Linked DNA regions of Mus musculus: regions 1 and 3 are each linked to region 2. Evidence: chromatin contacts called from public promoter capture Hi-C data. All regions are on one chromosome and are shown on one strand. The core of a region is the stretch at or near the end of the contact, and the rest is flanking DNA. Distances in the headings are between cores, read along the strand shown. Region 1 holds the start of Ermap (erythroblast membrane-associated protein). Region 2 overlaps Szt2 (SZT2 subunit of KICSTOR complex). Region 3 holds the start of Ccdc24 (coiled-coil domain containing 24).

Evidence for each region. Promoter capture Hi-C pulls out the DNA fragments that hold promoters and counts their contacts.
Region 1: a contact with region 2 is called in a promoter capture Hi-C map of the 3T3-L1 cell line, with 4 times the contacts expected there. The contact joins the promoter of Ermap here to the enhancer-like site in region 2. A contact is called at or near these places in 7 of 39 promoter capture datasets (the 3T3-L1 cell line, the C10 cell line, embryonic stem cells and 2 more).
Region 3: a contact with region 2 is called in a promoter capture Hi-C map of pre-B cells, with 2.7 times the contacts expected there. The contact joins the promoter of Ccdc24 here to the enhancer-like site in region 2. A contact is called at or near these places in 17 of 39 promoter capture datasets (the 3T3-L1 cell line, the C10 cell line, the HPC-7 cell line and 10 more), 1 of 484 Hi-C or Micro-C datasets (embryonic fibroblasts), 2 of 115 datasets of contacts at active chromatin or transcription factors (embryonic stem cells and stem cell-derived neural progenitor cells) and 2 of 9 other capture datasets (adipose tissue and embryonic stem cells).

The regions. Positions count from the first base shown.
Region 1 is chr4:119,188,697-119,191,555 of GRCm38.p6, forward strand. Ermap (erythroblast membrane-associated protein) reads right to left here and starts at 1,299. Exons shown (of 13, transcript NM_013848.3): 1 at 1,110-1,299; 2 at 163-247.
Region 2 is chr4:118,386,324-118,389,051 of GRCm38.p6, forward strand. It overlaps Szt2 (SZT2 subunit of KICSTOR complex), which reads right to left. Exons shown (of 72, transcript NM_198170.4): 21 at 2,600-2,713; 22 at 2,221-2,391; 23 at 1,985-2,079; 24 at 1,694-1,817; 25 at 1,420-1,584; 26 at 1,128-1,332; 27 at 781-896; 28 at 421-667. Among named protein-coding and RNA genes, the nearest start is that of Szt2, 22 kb to the right of the region's middle. Within about 2 kb of position 1,393, at least 3 of the 459 cell types and tissues checked have an H3K27ac peak or open chromatin away from gene starts, as enhancers often do.
Region 3 is chr4:117,871,106-117,873,805 of GRCm38.p6, forward strand. It overlaps Ccdc24 (coiled-coil domain containing 24), which reads right to left and starts at 1,365. Exons shown (of 8, transcript NM_001034876.1): 1 at 1,290-1,365; 2 at 884-1,075; 3 at 642-755; 4 at 1-84. The coding sequence starts at 1,041. It overlaps B4galt2 (UDP-Gal:betaGlcNAc beta 1,4- galactosyltransferase, polypeptide 2), which reads right to left. Exons shown (of 8, transcript NM_017377.5): 8 at 1,895-2,700.

The sequences.
Region 1 (2,859 bases), core at 49-2,548, 800 kb after region 2:
CTCACCAGTATCTGTAGCTTCCAGTTCCAGGGGATCCAATGCCCTCTTCTGACCTTCACAGGCACTAAGCACGCATTCACTCAAGCAGACAAACTTGTCCCCATAAAGTAAAAACAAATAAATCTTTTTTAAAAGCATAAACCCGTCATGTTGCTTTGATACCTGACATCTTCCGTGAGTGTGGCATTACACACATTTTCCACGCCACCACATGTTTCTTTAGCCGCTTCAGCATTCCAACACAGACCTGTGAGAATTTTTAGAAATAATTCCGTATGGTTGATCATCAGTACAGACGACAGTGGTTGGTGGCTAGAATTAGGAGTCTTAGTCCTAAGGGTTGTAGCAGAGTCTCCAACTAAATGAGACTGTAAATTAAAGCAAACTGCTTAACTCTTAGGCTTTGAGTTTCCTAATTTTAAAATAGGAATGTTTTCACCATCAAATTGTCCTAAGGGATGAATCAATCAATCAATCAATCAATCAATCAGTCAACATAAAAGTTCTCGCTTTCCCACAGCCTTGCCTTAAGTGAAATATATCAAGTTAAATAAAGTTTTAATCAATTTTATAATAAAATAATATTTTTAAGCTGTTTCTTTGACTTATTGTCTCTTAATAGCTTGAATAGATCTTTATATAGTAGCCATTTTTCCCCATGACACAAGTTGAAAGTATGTTCCTTCAGTCAGAATCAGTCACATTTTAAGTTTGAACTAGTTTGATTTTTAAAGCTTACAAATAAAAAAAAAGATTCCAACAGACATTCTCTTGCCAATCTTGAGCAACTTATGAAGACCCTACACATGTATAAATGATCAGCCTGATATGGCCCAGCCCGGGACCCAGCAGATGGTGGGGCCGAACTGCACATCTGCTGTATTATTAATGACTACCGTGACAATAAGTAAGAGTCTTAGACAGAACCGGCACAGCACGCTGGTAACTTGGATTCGAGGCTCCTAAGTGACAGCTAACCATTGTCCCATGTTGTCCTTTAAGATGATCTTTGTAAAAAGAAAGATTATTTCCCTACTGAACTTGAGGATCCTGAGAAATTTAAAGAACTAAACAGACTAAGGGAAGAAAAGAGACCGAAGAGAACTGACCTTTGAGGTGGAGATTGTGTCCTTTAGCGGCAGAGCTGGGGCCTCCTACCTGGGAACACTGGGCTCCCCACAGGCAGGGTGGTCTGACATCGGGCAAGAGTGCCAGGAAGATCTCAAGAGATGGGTCTGCAAAAAGTTCATATTCTAGTCTGATGCCAGAGTCTCAAAGCCAAGGGTTCTCTCTGTCTACCCCACAGAGGGCCTCTGACTGTCCCTATAAACAAACAAGCAACGCCCTGTCTGCCCACCCCTGATAAAGCGAGCGTTCAGAAAGGAGGCTCCCCAAAAGCAAGGGACCCGTCTACTGCCTCGGCAAAGAAGGACCTTTACCCCAACTCTCTTTTCCCCCAGTGCTTGGTGACAACCATGACTCCTAAAATTTGATTCCATTGTTCCTTTTTAAAAATGAAGGCTTGCTCTCTTGTACTTCCCAATAAGCATAAATTAGAAGCTTTATAGATGGAACTGAAGACCATTATGTTGGGGGAAATAGGGCAGACTCAGGAAGATTAGTTTTCTCCCATATGTGGGATTTATGTTTAGGGGTTTGTGGGGTGTGTGTGTGTGTGTGTGTGTGTGTGTGTGTGTGTGTGTAAGCACGTGTAGGTTATGAAAGTCAAAAGGAGACCATGGGAGAGGAGAAAGAAACCATAAAAGGCCAGGGGAGAGTAAAGTAATACGGGCAATTTGAAAGCACAGGGAGGAGCATTGGGGAGGAGGGAGAGCAGTAAGAAGGGGTTGGGAGTGTGTGAGAAGACACTGGGTGGGGGAATGAATAAGAACAAAGTGTAATGATGTGTACATATGCAACTGCCACCAAGAAACCCATCCCTTTGTACACTAACTTTTAAATTTTGACTTAAAAATTAGAAGGTTGGTTTCAAGATACCCACCAACCGGCCACGGCTTTTATCTCCAGCTACACCTTGATATATGCTTCCAGACAAGCCAACTTGCTTCCCGCCCCTCCTCTCACGTCACACCCTCCCCAACTGACTAGCCTTCTTCATATCGATTGTACTCACAGCAACACCAAATATGCACGTGGACTTTTATAAAAATGCACTGGTCACTCAGAAGTCCCCGGGGTTTCTTTTTTCAGTCATCACTGGGTTTCGAATCTAGCAGATTCCAGTGGTGGCCTGAACTGTGTCCCCTGTTGATGGCTGAGCTGTCACTTTCAGTGTAGCTGAGACTTGTCAGCAAGCTGTAGAGCTCCAGAAGCTTTTTTGCTTACTGTCTGAGATTCTATGCAAAGGCTCGTGGCCTGTGGTCATCCCTAAAGTTCACTGTAGGTAAGGCATCACGGGAGGAGCCCTGAGCCAGCTTTACTACATAACTCCTCCAAGATTTCCCACTTGTTCCCCGGACTAAAGAAACCCTTTTCTTCTCCTAGATCTTCTTCTGTAAATCCTTGCACTAAAGGACTTGTCTTACACTTTGCTTTGGGAATGGAGGTGGGTTGCGCTAGTTCATTCACCTGGCTCTGTGTTCATCTCCAACACACACCTCTCTCTCTCTCCCTCTCTCTCTCTCCTCCTCCTCCTCCTCATCATCATCATTCATATTAGGAAACCTCCAACTGCTCTCTCTCCTAGTTAACCTGAATATATAACAATCATACATGTACTCACCCTAGAATGCTAGAGCTTACGTCTCCCATCTGTTGACAGTCATAACTGAGTCATAACTCAGTCTTTGTCTATGTCCCTTCTCCCGAGTTTTAATTGCTTTGTTTTCAGACAGTATC
Region 2 (2,728 bases), core at 143-2,642:
TTTCTAGCTGTTTTTTCCTCAGCAGCAACACTGCATAAGCTAACAGAGCATCTACCGTCCTACCTTTGTCCTTTCCTGTATGTAGCCACTGTGGGGACTCAGCGATGAACGATACACTCCCTTCAGTTGGGGAACTCATATGATTAATATGGAAGACATCAGAAGAATGTCTGTGTACACTCCTGAGAATGGGCTAGCCCTAACTCAGCTAACTAGAACATATTAATTTAGGAGAGGTGGGATATGCCTGGGAGAGAGACTGCTACCAAAGCCAAATGGGACAACACCGGAAAGGAAGCCAGTGACAAGGTACCACTGCTTCTCGGTGTACTTCCTCTGGACTGAAAAGTCTTGCTTGTAGGAACTTGGTCCATGTGTCTCTTACCACCCTGCTCAACAACCTTCAAGAACAATCCTAACCTGGACTCAGAAACTAGGATAGCTCGTTCCCGGGGTTCCGGTCCTTCTTCGATGCTACTGCTGAAGGGCCCTGGACTGAGAGGCCCAGGGCTTGGGGGTGCATGAGGCAAACCCCAAGTATGGCCACATAGTGCAAGCAGAAAAGAGGTGATGTCTATTTCTTGTAGTAGCTCCTCACAGGCATCGACGGCTGTCAGCAGATCCTGGCAGGTCACGCTCTGTGCTTGTTGCAAGCTTCGGAACAGCCCTAATGGAAGCAGAATGGGTCATGAGGATCACCTCTGTAACTGTCCTTCCAGTCCCCAAGCCTATAGTTCCACCCCAGAGTCCCATCCTTCCCTGCATGGTAGTCCTGCTCACCGCGGACAAAGCACCGCTGTGCGTGCTCCTGCAGCAAGGCACAGTGCGTGGCTGCCTCCTTGCATCTGGGCTCCATCCAGGCTGAGGATGAGGAGGGGTGGTCCAGGTCCTGAGCCCTAGGAACGTGAGGAGCAACAGGCCTTGGTGGACCCCCTAAATGATGCCTTGGCCTCATCAGGCATTCAAGCTCCAGAGAGTGCACAGACTCTTAGCAACTACACTCAGGATTGGGGATGTCTGATGGCTTGCTGGGGGTACACAGCCAGGAAGCGAAGCTCCTGACTGACCTGAGTGTGCACCCAAGCCTTGGATGGGAGGAGCCAAGAGTCTAAATGAAGCATACCTACCGGAATATGAGATCCCGTGGTGCTTGTGGAGGCTGTAAGCCAACCATTTGTTCCCTCAGTGCTTCCAGGGAACAGCTATAGATGTAGACAGGACACCGGGTCCGGGGCCCGTCAGCACCCTCTGTCTGGGGAGCCTGGCGGCCACTGTTAGCTGCCAAGTCTTGGCAGGAGGGTGTGCTTGGCTCTCCTGAATCCTGGGCACTGTCTGTGAGGAAAGGTATTTACGTCTTCACATTCTTAGTGGCTTTTCAACCCCACCCTGTGCTTCAGTGACTTTGGGCAGCAGCCTTACCACTAGCAAGGGTCACACTGAGGGTGGGCACTTGGGACTCTGTAGCCTTAGTTCCTGTTGCTCCTGGGTCTTTCAGGCTCGGAGCTCCACTCCAATCCCCAAGCTTGGGTTTTGTTTCCTCTTGAAAGGAACTCTCCAGGCCGTAAGCAGTCAGATGTTGGACGTCTGCGGAGGAGAAGAGGGGCACCTGCCTATCAGGGCTCTCTGGTGGACTGGGGGAGGAGCTCAAGGGTTTGTGTCAGAGGGGTTAGTGAGGAAGGTCAGCTACTGGTACCTGAGAAGGTAGCCGGGAGAAAAGTCAGGAACACGTGCTGAGGGCCCAGAAGCCTTGCATAGCAGTGCCACTGAGGGGGCTGGGCAGAAATGGAAGACCTGAGAACTCCAGGAATCACTACACTCTGTAAGACCAACAGAGAACAAGAGCAATCCACAAGGGAACAGTCCAAGTCTCGGTCCCTTCTTCCACCAGACTAAGCATGAGAGGATGATGGCGACCTGGCACAGGTGTGTGCTGACAGAAGGATGACCACACCGTAAGTGCGCAGGGCAAGGCAGCGGTGCTGACCTGGCTAGGAAGGGTGGAGTCTCCAGAGGCCTGAGTGCTGTTGCCTGCTCGATCCTTAGCGACTGCATGGCCCCCGACTGGAGGACCTTCTGGACCTACAAGAGGGCAGAGATGGTGGAAAAGGACAGGGTCAGCAGAGGGGCAGGGCTCGGAGGTGAAAGGGCGGGAAGGATGGAAACCACCGTGGGGCAGGGGAGGGCTGAAGCGTGGCATTGGGGAAGCAGAGGGGAGCTCACCTGGGTCACGCAAGCTCCGCCGCAGGACCTCGTTCAGGAAGGCGGCCTGGTCAGCGGGGGTCAGTGGGATCTCCCGGTCACTGAGCTCCTGTCCCAGGCAGCTGTGCAGCAGGCACAGCACCATGTCGTTGGTGGGACAGGGCCCCTCGGCGAGAGGCACACCCTCTGGCTCTGCCCGACACACACTCTGTCTCAGCAATGAGTCTGCTGCCGCCCAGTGCCCCCGGCTCCACCCTGACTAGCAAAGCCCTTCCTTCAGCCTTGGCCTCCACCCACCCTCTCACTCTCGCTCACTGTGCTCGCTGGCCTTTCTGTCTTCTGAGATGCCCAGGTTTGCTTGCCCCTTAGGGGAGGGTGAGCAGCTTCCAAGTATACCCACCTCTGGAAAGCAGGAGGAAAAACATCTGCAGCTGCTGGCACTGCGGCAACAACCCTAGTAGGTCAAAGTGGAACGGGATCTCATGGACACAGGTGTCTCCTCGCTGGTCCAGCCCTAGGAGGAAAGAAT
Region 3 (2,700 bases), core at 115-2,614, 520 kb before region 2:
TGGTCCTTGATGACAGTGAGGTCCCTGGGACAGGTGCTGACAGGTGAGGTTACCATCACCCTCTCTGTGTTGTTCATTCCAGCCCTTCAGGGAACAAATGCCACTTCTAGAGCCTTTTGTTTTTCTCAGGCAGGCCACCTAACAGTGCAAACAATAGCCCCAGAGCCCTGGCTTGCACCTGGTAGTTCTGCCACCTTCACTGTGTGACCTCAGGGAAATTGTCCTTTTGAGTGTTCATTCTGTCACCTGAAAAGCTGGGGACAATGCTCAGCTTATAGGATTGTGGGAGGATTTGAATAAGAAACTGGCACAGTATACTTGTGCACATGAGGACATTAATCCCTCTCTGTCCCCAGCTGAGCATGTCATTTGTCACCTCCTCCCAGCTCTTCCTGTACCTCCAGCCCAAGCCTTTGGTCTCATCTGCTAGGCCTGAAAATAACTGTTCACTGGACATGGCCTCCTGTTCTCCCTCCAGCCCCTGCCTACAAAACTCTCCATTTTATCTGCTTGGAAAACTACTCCCTTCCGCCAGGCTGGGCAGGTGTCCCCTTAAGGACTTCAGCCTTTATGTGCCGAGCCCTATCACAAGTGGCTATAACAGTGTCCAGCCCCAGTTGGGCAGAGTCTTCTGTTTTTACCTGGGCTCATCAGCTCTCATCGGGAGTTCCTGTTGTGTTGAGTCACACCTGGTATCCTCTAAGGCAAAGCGAAGGACCCTGGGACTATACTGGGCCCACATCTGGGTCTGGTCCCTGAAAGCATGTGCATGAAGGGACCTGAGGACCTCCTTTCAGGAAACACCAGGAAAGGTCACCCTGGCTCTTTATCAGGGGCAGCCCATCTGGTGTCCCGGCAAGGAGGCCATGGCTGAGAATCCCACCTGCCCTCACTGATAGCCTTAAGGCGGAGGCCTTGGAGTAACTGTCGGAGTTCTTGGCGAATGAGGTCCCTCAAGAGGGGGGGTGGTGCCAGTAGGGAGGGAGGGTCAGAGTTGGAAACTTGAGAAGACTGGATCTCTTGGAGCAGCGCCTTTAGCATCGCCACCTGTAAGGAGAGCTGGGGTACCTTGCCACTGGGGCAGAGGGGACGGGTTTAATGTGTGTTGGTTGAGGGTTGCCAAGGGATGGGAGGAGCTAAACAGAGAGCAAGGGCAGGCAGTGAGAACAAGGTGTTGGGGGGGGGGGGGGCGGTATCACCAAATAGGGTTAGGGACCTGGTGGTGGTAGGAAATCACTAGAGTTGTGATCACTAGGAATGTGGCCCACCCCCACCCACCGGACTCCCACCTCCTCTCGCAACTCCAGACTCAGGTCCACTGCTGCCTCCCCCAGAATCCTCTTCACTTCAGGCCGCTCCGGGAGTGGAACATGCTCCTCCACCAGCTCCCACAGTGCTGGGGAGTCCCCGGGCATGGCCTGCATGGGTCGCGGCCTCCTGATCAGATCTACAGGCCCGGAGGTCAGAGTGCTAGATTTCCTGGGAGACCGATGGTTGCTCTGGACCAGAGCCACGCCCACCAAGCCCTTCCGGCTGACATCGATACCCCGCCCCTTTCTGCCAAAGTCCCCACACCAGAATTGTGCTGTCTTTTGGTGGCCTACTATGAGCAGACCCTTCAGGGTGTGGGGTCCTTGCCTCTTCTGGGGGAAGCCTGGCTGTGGGAATCGGCCCTTAGCCCCTCCCCTCCTAAGAGTCGGTCACCTGGGAAACCATCCGTGCCCTGGGATCAGCCCTCGAAAGAGGCCCTGCCCCTGCCCGCAGTGGCTAAGCACCCTGTGCTTATCCCAGGGCACCTTTCTGCCTCTGAGGGAGAAGAGCTGAGAAATCTGGCCCCACTGGTCCGCTATTTCCTTATCCCTACTAGTTTGAAAGCAGTGTCAAGATAAAACTTTCTCCCTGTAACAGTGGAAGTGGCAGGGCTAGGAAATTTATTAAGTTACTAGAAGACCCTAGCCAGGTCACCTCCCACAACACAAACTAGCTTCGGGAATCCAGATCCCGTTCACAGACAGACAAGGGGGCTGCTCCGTTAACGTTTTTTACTAAAGCACCCACACAAGTTTCTGTGCAACATATAAACAGAGCAGGCCCTGGGGCTCCTGCCTCCTCTCTAAGGGAGGGAGGCCAGATCCATTGACTGATCCAGGCCCCACCTGTCCCTCATGCAAAGGTCAACCCCATGGTCCCAGGAAACAACACAGCACCCCTTCTGGTCCCCTCCTGGGGGTGCTCCTCAGTAGGTGGCTCACCAAAGCTTGCCCCCTACAATGTTGAATGAAAAAGGTTTCCCCTCCCCTGGAAGCATGAGGGGTCTCCAGATCTGAGGAATTCCCCCCTGGAAGAGACACTGCCCCCTAGTCAAACCTCCCACCTTTTCAGGCCCTAGGGGACTCGAGGGGAGTGGGGAAATTGAGGCACAGAGAGGTGGAGTGACCTAGCCCAGGCCACTCCGCGAGGCAGTGCAGGGGCTGGCCCAACCCTAAAAGTGAGGAGGTTTGGGCTGGGAAAAGTAGGACAGGAAGAGGGGTTGACCCCAGAGAGGGCCATAAGTGGGGCTTGCCCAAACGCCCCTCAAAGTGAATGCTGGAACTTCTAGGTGCAGCTGTCTATTAGACTCAGAAAACAGCTCACAGTCACAGTCTTGGGGACAACCCTTAGAGCAGCTGTCAGCCAGGCTGGAGGTCAGGCCTCTGGCAG